Regions from separate parts of the Mus musculus genome. Here region 2 is linked to region 1. A link is a contact called in public promoter capture Hi-C data. All regions are on one chromosome and are shown on one strand. Each heading gives the region's core, a stretch centred on a gene start, on an enhancer-like site or on the middle of the called end of the contact. The rest is flanking DNA. Distances are from core to core; before and after follow the strand shown.

Evidence for each region. Capture Hi-C pulls out chosen DNA fragments and counts their contacts.
Region 2: a promoter capture Hi-C map of liver shows a contact between it and region 1. The contact joins two enhancer-like sites. A contact is called at or near these places in 3 of 9 other capture datasets (adipose tissue, liver and pancreatic islet).

Annotation. Positions count from the first base shown.
Region 1 is chr11:75,560,628-75,566,492 of GRCm38.p6, reverse strand. It overlaps Slc43a2 (solute carrier family 43, member 2), which reads right to left. Exons shown (of 14, transcript NM_001199283.1): 6 at 5,502-5,594; 7 at 3,588-3,721; 8 at 3,300-3,502; 9 at 2,785-2,931. Among named protein-coding and RNA genes, the nearest start is that of Mir3971, 12 kb to the right of the region's middle. Within about 2 kb of position 2,167, at least 125 of the 459 cell types and tissues checked have an H3K27ac peak or open chromatin away from gene starts, as enhancers often do. A contact at or near this core is called in liver, where this site is marked.
Region 2 is chr11:75,684,998-75,690,862 of GRCm38.p6, reverse strand. All of the region lies in intron 1 of Crk (v-crk avian sarcoma virus CT10 oncogene homolog), which reads right to left. Among named protein-coding and RNA genes, the nearest start is that of Crk, 8.7 kb to the right of the region's middle. Within about 2 kb of position 2,947, at least 57 of the 459 cell types and tissues checked have an H3K27ac peak or open chromatin away from gene starts, as enhancers often do. A contact at or near this core is called in liver, where this site is marked.

The DNA of each region.
Region 1 (5,865 bases), core at 918-3,417:
TGAGGGAAGGAGCCTCTGGGCTGGGCAGAGAGTACTTAGGGGTGTTGTAACGTTCCCTGACAACGCCCCTGGCTTACCAGTCGCCATCACTTCAGCAAGAGCACAAAGGTGGAAAAGCAGAAAGGAGAGGGGTTAGTGGCAGAAGACATGAATGAGACAGGAAACAAACAGACTAGCTCAGAACACATACCCCACTTCCCAAGAGTCCCTCTCCCCCAGAGCACTCAACGAAGGCCTTGCTCACACCAGCTCTGGGGTTAGATGTGAAAGAGAGCCAGCCCAGCTGATCTTTTCCTGGCTGCTGCCCATGGGCATGCTGGTGTGTCAGGCCTGTGGCCCTGGTCTGGGCACCATGATGAAGTAGCATGCTGGAGGCAGCAGGCCTGGCAGAAGCGGAGTTCTACCATGTGGCCCGTGGGAGAGCTGCCCTGTCACTGCACTCAGAGAGAAGGAAAGGTCAGAGGATCTGTGCCAGGCACACAGTCATCTGACACCACAAGTCTCCCTAGACAGCCAGGCTTCTTCCTTCAGCTCCCTGACCCAGGGCAGCCCTTCTGAGCAGAGCCAGGCCTGTGAGTACTGGATGCTGGAGACTAGGGGAATACAGTGCTTGTCTACTCTACTCCAGACTTCTTCTCCTGAGCTCTCTACTTCTTGAAGCTGACACTTTTTTTGTTTGTTTTGTTTTTTTAGATAAGGTTTTACTGTGTAGCCAAACTGGACTCAAAATCATAATCTTCCTGCCTCACTCTGTCTAGTCCCTGAGATTGTGGGAGTGTATCAGGATTTCCATCCCCCTCCGCCCCCCGTTTTGTCTTTTTTAAGACAGGGTGTCTCTGTGTAGCCATGGCTACCCTAGATAAAATTCGCTCTGTAGACCAGGCTGGCCTTGAACCCACAGAGATTCACCTGCCTCTGCCACCTGAGTGCTGGATATTGAATGCACAGGGGAAGAAGAGAACCAACTCCTGACCACTGTGTGCTACTTCCACGCTAGCAGCAAGCATCTCTTCCTGCTGAGTTGGTCCCATCGAAAGGTTTTTTTATTTCAGTGAAATACCAGAAGATTAAGCTGCGTGTGACGTAGTTCCAGTCCCGGGCTGAGACAGGAGGACCACCTACTGTCTGAAGCCAACCCTGTCTACCAAGTAAGTCCCATGCCAGCCTAGTCTACCACATCTCAAAAACAAAACAAAACAAAACAAAACAAAAACAAAAAATGTTCTACTAGGTAGGGTGGTTCACACTTGTAGTCATAGCTACAGGAGACTAAAGCAGGCAGGTACCTGGAGAGGCTAAACAGCAGCGAGCAAGGCTCATCTAGATCTACTGCCCCTAACCCATGCAGGCCTCCAATGTGCCCTGCAACCTCAGAGGACTCTGAACCTTGCCTTTCCACTTCCACCTCTGAGTGCTGGGATCACAGGCAGTCATCGCTGTGCAACTTATGTGGTGCAAGTGCCATGAGCGCTAAGAAAGCACTCTACCATCAAGACCCCCTATATTACCAAAAAAAAAAAAAAATTGTTCCAGGGGTATAAAGTTAGGAAATTATAGCCAGGCAGTGGTGGTGTACAACTTTGATCCTGCAACCTCTCGAGAAGCAGAAGCAGGCAGATCTCTGTGAGTTCGAGGCCAGCCTGGTCTACAGAGTGAGTTCCAGGACAGCCAGGGCTACACAGAGAAACAGTCTCAAAAAAGAAAAAAACCAAAACCAAAACCAAAACAAACAAATAAAAAAGTTAGGGAACTATCATTAGATTAAACAAAGCTTAAGGTCTTCTCCTCCTAAGGCCCTGAGGTCATTACCAAGGCCCATCATGATTTTTTTTTTGCTCATTACATTCGGCTTCTTTCCACTTCTCCCCTCTGAGAAGCCATTAGTTGCCAGGAGCTTTTCCCTCTGTGAAAGCCAGCCTTCCTGTCCCTGCGGATAACTGGTATTTGGCCCCTTGCAAGGACTGCGTTATCTTTCCCTGGGTAAAAACAAGTTAGCCAACAAAAGAAAGTGGCAGGCCGGTGAGACTGCCAACAAAGATTTGCCACCGAGTGTGTTTGTCCTGCTTGCTCAGGATGACTAAAGCTGACTCAGCCAGGCCTGGGGAAGTCCTGACTTTCTCTGCGCAGCAAAGCCCCTCGTCAGCTCAAGACCTGCTACTGTTTTCCTGTGGGTTATCAGTTCTGTTTCCCAGAGTGAACAAGCCTCAACTGGAGTACTTCGTTCCTGGGAAGCCTCTGTTTTCCCTGGTTCCCAGGGCAGGACATCGATCATAGAGTAGGCCCCCACTGACCCGTAGTCCTCAGTCGGGACAAAGGTCCTCCCTCAGCCCCCAGGTTGTCCAAGTGCCAAGCTAGTCCCTTTGGATCAGGGATGTGACGGGTGGGGCTGGGCTGCTGTCTTCGGCTCTGGGTCGTGTTCTCAGCAGACAGCCCGCAGTCCTCCCCACTGGCACTGAAAGCATTCACCCCACACCCGAAACACAGCGCTATTTCAGTCCTCTCCCTCCTTAGCCGGGAAAACCCTGATGGGGACATGAAAGAACAGTCAAGCTGGCCGTGACAAGACAAGCCAGCAGGGCCTCAGACACGGCAACTTCACAGCCCTACTGATGTGATCTAGGTCACAAAGTACATAAGCTGGAGGGGACGGAGGGCTTTATTGGGCTGGTGAGAGTAGCAGCACTGCCCTACCCTGGAGGGATGCATCAAGGAAGGCCCAGAGGTATGTGTGTGTGTGTGTGTGTGTGTGTGTGTGTGTGTGTGTGTGTAGTGGGGGACACTTACCTGTCTTCTGGTCCCCCCTGACCAGGAACTCAAGGATGCTGTTCATAGCCCCCATGTAGAAGATAAGTCGCAGCTGTGTGACACACATGGTGACCAGGCTGAGCACCAGGAGGGGGCTGAACACACTGTGCATAAACGATGGGGCCGCTGTGGGAAGAAGGCATAAAGCTCAGGTTCAGGAAATATGGCCCATCCAGCACCCAGGGCCTGGGGAAGGGACGAAGGCTCAGTGTGTGGACTATGCTGGCGGTGAGGGACAGTGAAGAGCCCCGCTGAGGTCTGTGGTCTTGATGCTCATCAGCAGACCCCCTAAGCTCTGCGGAACTCAGTGTAACCAGGTCCCTCTCCCCCTTTAAGACAGAATAGGTATGCAGTGAGAAGATACCCAGAGTCTCAGTCAGTGATTACCAATCAAGGGGGCTGTGGGCTAGACCTGCAGTGTAAATGCAGCTACCCTCCCCCTGCCCCCGGGTCTCTTGGGCCAACCTGGATAGGGACAGTCATGTTTTGGGTACCTGCAGCATCAGGCTGGCACTTCACCTCCAGGTCCACAGTGGACAGACACAGCTTGTGGCCCTCCTGCAGGGCGGCTTGCTCCTTGGCAGTCCGCATAGAGCTGCCCACGCTCAGACGGCGCCCCACTGTGGTCACCTGCTTGTAGAACTGCTTCCCTGTGATCTTGTGGTCAAAGCCTAGCCAGCTGAACTTGATCTTCACCCTAGCAGCCATAGGAAGGGTGTTTGTAGGTTGCTGCCCGGTCCCTGGCTGGTGTGAGGGTAGGGCAGAGAGCATGCCTAACTTACGAGTAGTCCATGTCCTCTGGGCCTGGGAAGGGCTCGAGTGGCCAGTTGAAGAAACAGTTGAAAAAAACCAGGCCAGAGCAGCCAGCCCAGACCACTAGGATGCCAATGAAGGAGGCGCCAGCGTCGTAGATGAGCTGTCAGAAGAGGGAGCAGTGTTATCAATGGGAAACCAGAATGGGCATTGGGCAGGGGACAGTTGGGAGCTCTCACTGTGCTGGGCCATATAGAGAGGCTCAACCCTGTGATCTGAGCTGTTTGGCTATTAGAACCCCATGCTCTGATAATCCCAACCTGTCTGAACCTAGAATCCAATTTGAATCAAATGTCACCATCTTGAAAGGTGACTGAGTTATTGCTGTCATGTCTGCCTTGCTGGGTCACAGTAAACAGTCCTGGCTAAGACTTTTCTGCTTCTTCTGAGTGTTTTTCCCCCTCTGTTTTGAGACAGGTTCTCGTGTAGCCCTGGCTGGCTTCAAACTCTTGATCCTCCTGCCTCCGCATCCAGAGTGTTGGGATCACAGGCAGCCTAGCCATTCTGTTTGACTGTCTAGTTCCCCAAGGACAGGAACCTGCCGGCCTCATCCACTGATACTTCTCTAAGTATACACAGGGCAGGTGCTCCAGACACTCAGGAGACCAACTGACTTAGCTCCTTTGGTGCCTCTGTGAAACAGGTATTGATGCTATACTTGGAGAGTGCTTCAGCAGGATTAGTGGTGATCCTGGCAGAGGGCAGAGAGCCAAGCATTCCAGCACCAATTGATACCATTTCTTTCTTTCTATTTTTTTTTCCTCTTCCCTACTCTCTTTTCTTTCCAAGACAGTGTTTTTCTGTGTAGCCCAGGCTGTTCTGGAACTCACTCTGTAGACCAGGCTGGCCTCGAACTCAGAAATCCACCTGCTTCTGCCTCCCAAGTGCTGGGATTAAAGGCTTGCGCCACCACTGCCCAGCTCTTTTCTTTGTACCAGAAATTGAACTTGGGGCCTCCCATGTGCTTGCCAACTATCTAACAGTGAACTTTACTCATGGTCCTTAAAAAAGCTGAGATAAGTAGAGACTTAACTTGCCCAGGCTGCCCTTGAACGTTCCATGCCCTCCTGCCTCAGCCTTCTCAGTAGTTGTCATTACAGGCCCATGCCCCTAGGCCTGTCTTGATCATCCCCATTTCATCCCAACGTGAGGTCCTCTAAGTGCCTTAGCATGTACCTGCCCAGCTCCCTGGGCGGAGGCTAGCATTCTACACAGAAGCCAAGGAGCGTCTGCTTCTGCCACCATCCAGGAGCAAGAGGAAGTTCACAGGGTGGCTGGCCAGATTCCTACCACCTAGCACGTGGACCCCCAGGTTCCCAGCCTACATCTGAGGCCCCCTCTCATCATCACAGAGCCCCATACCCCCCGAAGTGGGCTTCTACTTGATGCCAGTGCTTGGGGAGAGAAGAGCCCTTGGTGACCTCCTGACAGAAGCCTAGGAGACTCTGAGCCTAGGCTTCTTCCTGATGCCATGTGACTTCCACAGGCTCAGAATTCTGCCTGGGAGGGAAACAGCTGAACCAACTTGGCGGACAGCAGAGCTCTGGCTACTGGGCAGCAACAGCCCAACATCAACAGGCTGGAGTGTCCTGGAGGCAAGCTCACCCACCCTCCTTTCCTGTCCCCAGGCAGTCTGGGGTCACACACCACAGAACAACACTCAAGCTCCCCTCTTCCGGGGCCCAGGGGTTTTCTTTTCTTGCTCCTGTGGTGCCAGGTGCATCCTGCCTAGGTGGGAGGGGCAGCTGAGGAGCCACCCCTAGTGTTCACAATGACGGACCTCTTCAGAGAGGCTGCAGTGGCCTAGGTGGAGGCCTCTGCCCAGATGCTAGGGAAAAGCGTGAGTTGGGAGGTGGAGAGCCACGGGCTGGCCACACCCTCACCTTTATTCCTGGGAAGGTAACTGCTGAGGAAGCGTAGGATCCAATCATCAAGGCAATAAATGTGGACCGAAGGTCGCCGAACATATTGGGCAGCTGAGGGGATGGATGGAGAAAGGCAGGCTTAGGTCACAGGTGCATCTCACCTTTGACATTGTGACGCAACACTCTCATCTGCAAAATTCAAACCAAAGAACTACGCAATTGAGCTTACAAGAGTGCCAGGAAGGTCCTAGGTAAGCTTTATGACTTTGTGTTGGAGTACATTTATAGCTGTCCTGGGCTGTTGGCCTCGCCTAAGGGAGAAGGGAAGGGAGCAGCTAGCAATGGCCAGGCCTCACGTCTCAGCCACCCTCCTCTGTGGAAT
Region 2 (5,865 bases), core at 1,698-4,197, 120 kb before region 1:
CCTGATTTACATTGCTGGTATGTCTCTGTGTGAGGGTATTGTATTCCCTAAAACTGAATTACAGTTGTGAACTGCCATGTGAGTACTGGAACTTGAACCTGGGTCCTTTGGAAGGACACTCAGAGCTCTTAACCATAGAGCCATCTTTCCAGCCCTGCAATGGCTGTTTTTTGAAAAGTGATTTGTAGCCGGGCGTGGTGGTGCACACCTTTAATCCCAGCATTTAGGAGGCAGAGGCAGGCGGATTTCTGAGTCCAAGGCCAGCCTGGTCTACTACAGCCAGGGCTACACAGAGAAACCCTGTCTCGAAAAAACAAACAAACAAAAAAAAAATAGAAAGAAAGAAAGAAAGAAAGAAAGAAAGAAAGAAAGAAAGAAAGAAAGAAAAAAGAGGAAAAGTGGTTTGTGATGTAGCCAGAGTAAGCTACAGTCTATGATACTCCTGCCTTGGTCTCCCACTGCTGCGATTTTAAGTGGGCATCAAAGTATTTGGGATGAGGCTTCTGATGAACATCAATGCCACCTAATACAGCTTTTCACAAAGAACTGCTCCTATTCCAGTCTGTCACCACTAATCTAATTCATGATGTCCCAGATGAAGCCAGCAACTGTGAAAGTCAGTGTGAGCTAAGTAATCTGCTCAGCACTGCCTGCTCCAGAAAGCTCCAAGCACAGCACAGAGGAGCTAACATGGCCAGGCTGCTAAGAAAATGACCCTACATCATCCACATCGTGGAGGGCCTTGCTAATGTCTTCTCATCCACACACCAAAGTGCACCTGCCAAAAATGGCTACCTGCTGCCCTGCTGAAACTGTGGCTGACAAAAAGATATGTTCATAAAGTATCACTCTTTTTGTTGGGGAGCATACATTCCTGTTTTGTTCTGTTCAGACAGTCTTACTATGTAGTTCAAGCTGGCCTTAAATTCACATGGAATCTTCTGCCTGTTTCCTGAGTACTGGATTAGAAACATGAGCTGTCTTTAGATTTACTTTTAAAATATTGTTTTGAGACAGGGTCTATGTAGCCCTGGCTGGCCTGAAACTTACTGTGTGACTAGGCTAACTTCAATGTCACAGAGATCCAATTGTTTCTGCCACCCAGGTACTGGGACTGAAGGCATGTGCAAAGCCTAGCCTATTATATTTATTATTATTATTTACATCTGTGGAGATCAGAAGTTTAAAGTCTCTATTTATTGTGCTGTGCCCGGTGCCCCAGGCTATCTGGCTCCTGAACTCCCAGGAGCTCCTCCTATCCCTACCTCCAGGTCACTTAGGAGCACTAGGATGACAGGCGTGAGTTGTCACATCTGGCTTTGTTACATGGGTTTCAGCTATCTAACTCAGGTCGCCAGGTTTGCCTGGCAAGCACCTTTACCCACTGAGCCATCTCACGGGCCTTACATGTTATTCTTAAATGTTTTCTGAAATTAAATGTGTGTGGGTCAGTGTTTTGTGTTAGTGGATTCTCTTCTTCCACCATGTAGGTCCCAGGGATTGAACTCAGGCCATCAGGCTTGCTGAAAAAGCTTTTATTTACCTGCTGAATTATCTCATCAGCCCCATATATTACTTCTTTTTAAGAATATTTATTTACTTATTTCCCCTACATTGATTATTGTTAATCAACATAAATGTTCAACTTTAAAATTAGAGAAGTGGTAAAATGAATTCTACACTCAGGTTTTAGCAACTCACAAAGAAGGTGTGAACACTGTGGTGCGCAAGAAACAAAGCAGCGTGTCTTAGGCATCTTTCCACATGGATTTTATTGCAATGGGAGACGTGTTCCTATAAAAAGCAGCAGCAGCAACAAAACAAAACCAGGTACAGCAAACTGCTGAGTTATAGCAAATCATAAGGACAGTTCTGATGAGACGCTAGCATTTCCAAAAGCACCTGTGTTCTAAGAAGGAAGGCAACCTCACACACACACACACATACACACACACACACACACACACACACACTCTTCCCCCCACGCCCCTTCACCCGCTGCTGTGCTTACATGAGGCTGGGAGGAGGGCAGGGCCTAGAAGACCCAAACATACCACTATGGGAAACACCTCTGAAAGGTGAGTGCAACAAAAAATTTTATTTTTTATTTTTATTTTATTTATTTATTTATTGTTATTTTGAGACCAGGTTTCTCTGTGTAGCCCTGGCTGTCCTGGAACTCACTCTGTAGACCAGGCTGGCCTTGAACTCAGAAATCCACCTGCTTCCCTAGTGCTGGGATCAAAGGTGTGTGCCACCATCGCCCATCATTAACAAAAATTTTAAGACAGTTTCAGAAGCTCCTCTATTGCCAGGCGGTGGTGACGCACGCCTTTGATCCCAGCACTTGGGAGGCAGAAGCTGGCAGATTCGAGGCCAGCCTGGTCTACAGAGTGAGTTCCAGGACAGCCAGGGCTACACAGAGAAACCCTGTCTCAAAAAAAAAAAAAAAAAAAAAAAAAAAACCAAAAAATAAAAAAACCTCCTCTAGCACACAAGGAAGACATGGGCTGGAGAGATGCCTCAGCTGTTAGGCATGCGTGCTGCTCTTGCAGGACTGGGTTCCCAGCAACTCTAACTCTAACTTCAGAAGACCCAGCACCCTCCTCTGGCCTTCAAGAGTACCAGGTACAAAAGTAGTGCATATACATACATAGATGCAAAGCACATAAATCTTTTTGTTTGTTTTGGGTTTTTCAAGACAGGGTTTTTCTCTGTGTAGCTCTGGCAGTCCTGGACTCTCACAGAGATTTCCCCCTGCCTCTGTCTCCCTAATGCTGGGAACTAAAGGTATGGGTTACCTTGCCTGGCACAAAGCATTAAAAAAAAAAAAGCCAAAGATAAGTTGTTTCTTGTTCCAGTGCTGCTAATGCTGCATGGTATAAGCCAGGCTTCCTAGCCTTTTCTTTTTCCTTGGCAATTCCAACTAGCAAAACACAAGCAAAGCAGCAAACAAAACCTTTGACACACTTTCCCTGTAAATCATTCTTAGTTGGTGCTAACATTACAATAAAGGAGGGATTCCTGGCTTGATGACTGTGGGCAGTCAGATATATGGGGCAGGAAAACCTCACTGATTCAAACTCCAGAAGGGAAGAAAAGGGAAAAGAATGCACATAAGTCACAGATAAGCCCGGACCTCACCACAGCTATGCATTTGGATTCCTTCCCCCTCCCCCAACCACAAATAGCCAAAGGCAGGAAGCAGAAGGAAGAGAAAGGAAGGAGATACTTGGTCAGTTTAGAGGACAGAACTACAGAATTCACAGCTGTCTGGGATTGGTTATTTCCTCTACATCAAACCTGAGTAAGAGTCTGAACCTAGGTCCTCACACATGCCAGGCAAGTTTCATTTTGAGACAGGTTCTTTTTTTTTTTTTTTTTTTTTTTTTTTTTTTTTTGGTTTTTTCAAGACAGGGTTTCTCTGTGTAGCCCTGGCTATCCTGGAACTCACTCTGTAGACCAGGCTGGCCTTGAACTCAGAAATCCGCCTGCCTCTGCCTCCCAAGTGCTGGGATTAAAGGCGTGCGCCACCACGCCCGGCTGAGACAGGTTCTTATTAAAATTGCCCAGACCAGCCTTGAGCTTATTCTGTAACCTAGACAAGTGAGTCTCAACAGGTGATCCTCCTGCCTCAGCCTACCAAGGAGCTTGAATTATATATAGGTTTACATTACAGCTTGAGTGTACAGTTATGAATTAACCTATCAAAAAAAAATTAGGGGGCTGGTGAGATGGCTCAGTGGGTAAGAGCACCCGACTGCTCTTCCAAAGGTCCAGAGTTCAAATCCCAGCAACCACATGGTGGCTCACAACCATCCGTAATGAGATCTGACTCCCTCTTCTGGAGTGTCTGAAGACAGCTACAGTGTACTTACATATAATAAATAAATAAATCTAAAAAAAAAAAAAAAAGAAAGAAAGAAAGAAAGAAAAAAGAAACCAGCACATGAAAACTTAAAAAAAAAAAAAATTAGGGGCTGTAGAGATGGCTCAGTGGTTAAGAGCATTGACTGCTCTTCCAGAGGTCCTGAGTTCAAATCCCAGAAACCACATGGTGGCTCACAACCATCTGCAAAGGGACCTGATGCCTCTTCTGATGTGTTTGAAGACATCGACAGAGTAATCACATAAATAAATCTTTTTAAATAAATAAATAAATAGCCAGGTATGGTGGTAAATGCCTATAATAACAGAACTTAGGAGGCAGAAAACAGAAGGAATGTCCTTATTTCCTGGCTACCCTGGTCTACAAATTGAGTTTCAGGCCAGCCAAAGCTATATAGTATAATAAGAAACTAAATAATTAAGTAAAAACATAAATATGCAGATAACTGGGATTATTTTAAGTAGGCACCTCACTACTATTTGCAAAGCCAATTACTTTTAAGCTGTTCAGGCCTCAGGCAACATCAGTTTTCACAGTATCATTCCCCAAAGAATTCAGAACACCTGAGGGCTCTGTGCTAAAATAGGCCTGGTTACTTCTGGCAAGATTAACAACAGCTGCTACACTACCAACCTTTCCAACTCTACAGCACTTCTCTGCCCCTCTTTACCAACCCTTTCTTCCTCCTCCATTACCTATGGCATTTACACAAGCTGTAGAAATAGATAAATACCCACTACTTGTCCAATACAATGGAGTAAAGGCTGCTGCCCTTGCATCCAAGAGGGATTCTGCAGACTAAGGAAGCCTGGCTGGTAATGTATGCCTATAAACTCCAGTATCTGGGAGGCAGAAGCAGAAATATCAGGAGTTCAAGATCATCCTTGGCTACACAGGGGAGCTCCAGGGCAGCCTGGACTACATGAGACCATTTCAAAAAAAAAAAAAGTAACAAATGAATAAAGACTATGCAAACAAAAGAAAATCTTTTTTAAAGAAAGGGGATATTGGCAAGGTACTTTGTAGACCAAAGTTTGACAGAATCAGATTCTCATTTACTGGCTGTATAAGCTGGTATCTAATTTCTCTGTGCCTCAGTTTCTCTGTAAAACAGGTCATTCACCCATCTAACAGTTTCTGAAGTGGCTGATGAAGAGAACTGTCTAATCTAAAAAGAACAGCCTAGTCTAAAGTGCTGCCCATCTCCAAAAACCCAAAACAACAAAATCCCTGCAAAAAAACAAATCAACAACAACAAAAAAATGTGGCAAGGTCAGTGAGCTGGTTCAGGTCTAGGGGCTTGCCGTCCAAGCCTGGTGACCTAAACCTACATGATTATGACTATGGAAGGACAGAAGCCAGCTCCCACTAATCTCCACACCTCAGCACATGTACCCCCCAGAATAACAGTAAAACATTACAGTAATTATATTAAGAGGTACTGGCAGTTAAGATCAAAGGCAGACAGCCTCGGTTTGATCCCCAGAACTCACTTGGAAGAACAGACTCCCACAAATTTTTCTCTCATCCCCATATGTGTCCTAAAGCACTTAATGCATCACACACACACACACACACACAAAATAAACATACAAAAAGTGGCTGGTATATCATAGATACTCAGCAAGTCTAAAATTTTGCTGCATCCTTCCCTGAAACCCTCTCAATTCCTTAAGAAATGTGCAATTTCAGGCTGGGTGATGGCTCAGTGTACGGAGCTTGCAGCACAGGCACAAGGATCTGAGTTTAGATTTCTGGCACTCACAAGGAAAAGCCACGTCTGGTGACATGCTCCTGTAAACTCAACCCTGGGAGGCTGGCACTGAAGGATCCCAGGGGACTAATGGCCAGCCAGTCCAGTCATCTGAGAAGATCCAGGTATAGTAACACATCACTTCTCAGAAAAATAAATGGCAAGCAATAGAGGAAGATGCCCAACACCCACCTCTAGCCTTCATTCCCAGGGGCACACAAAC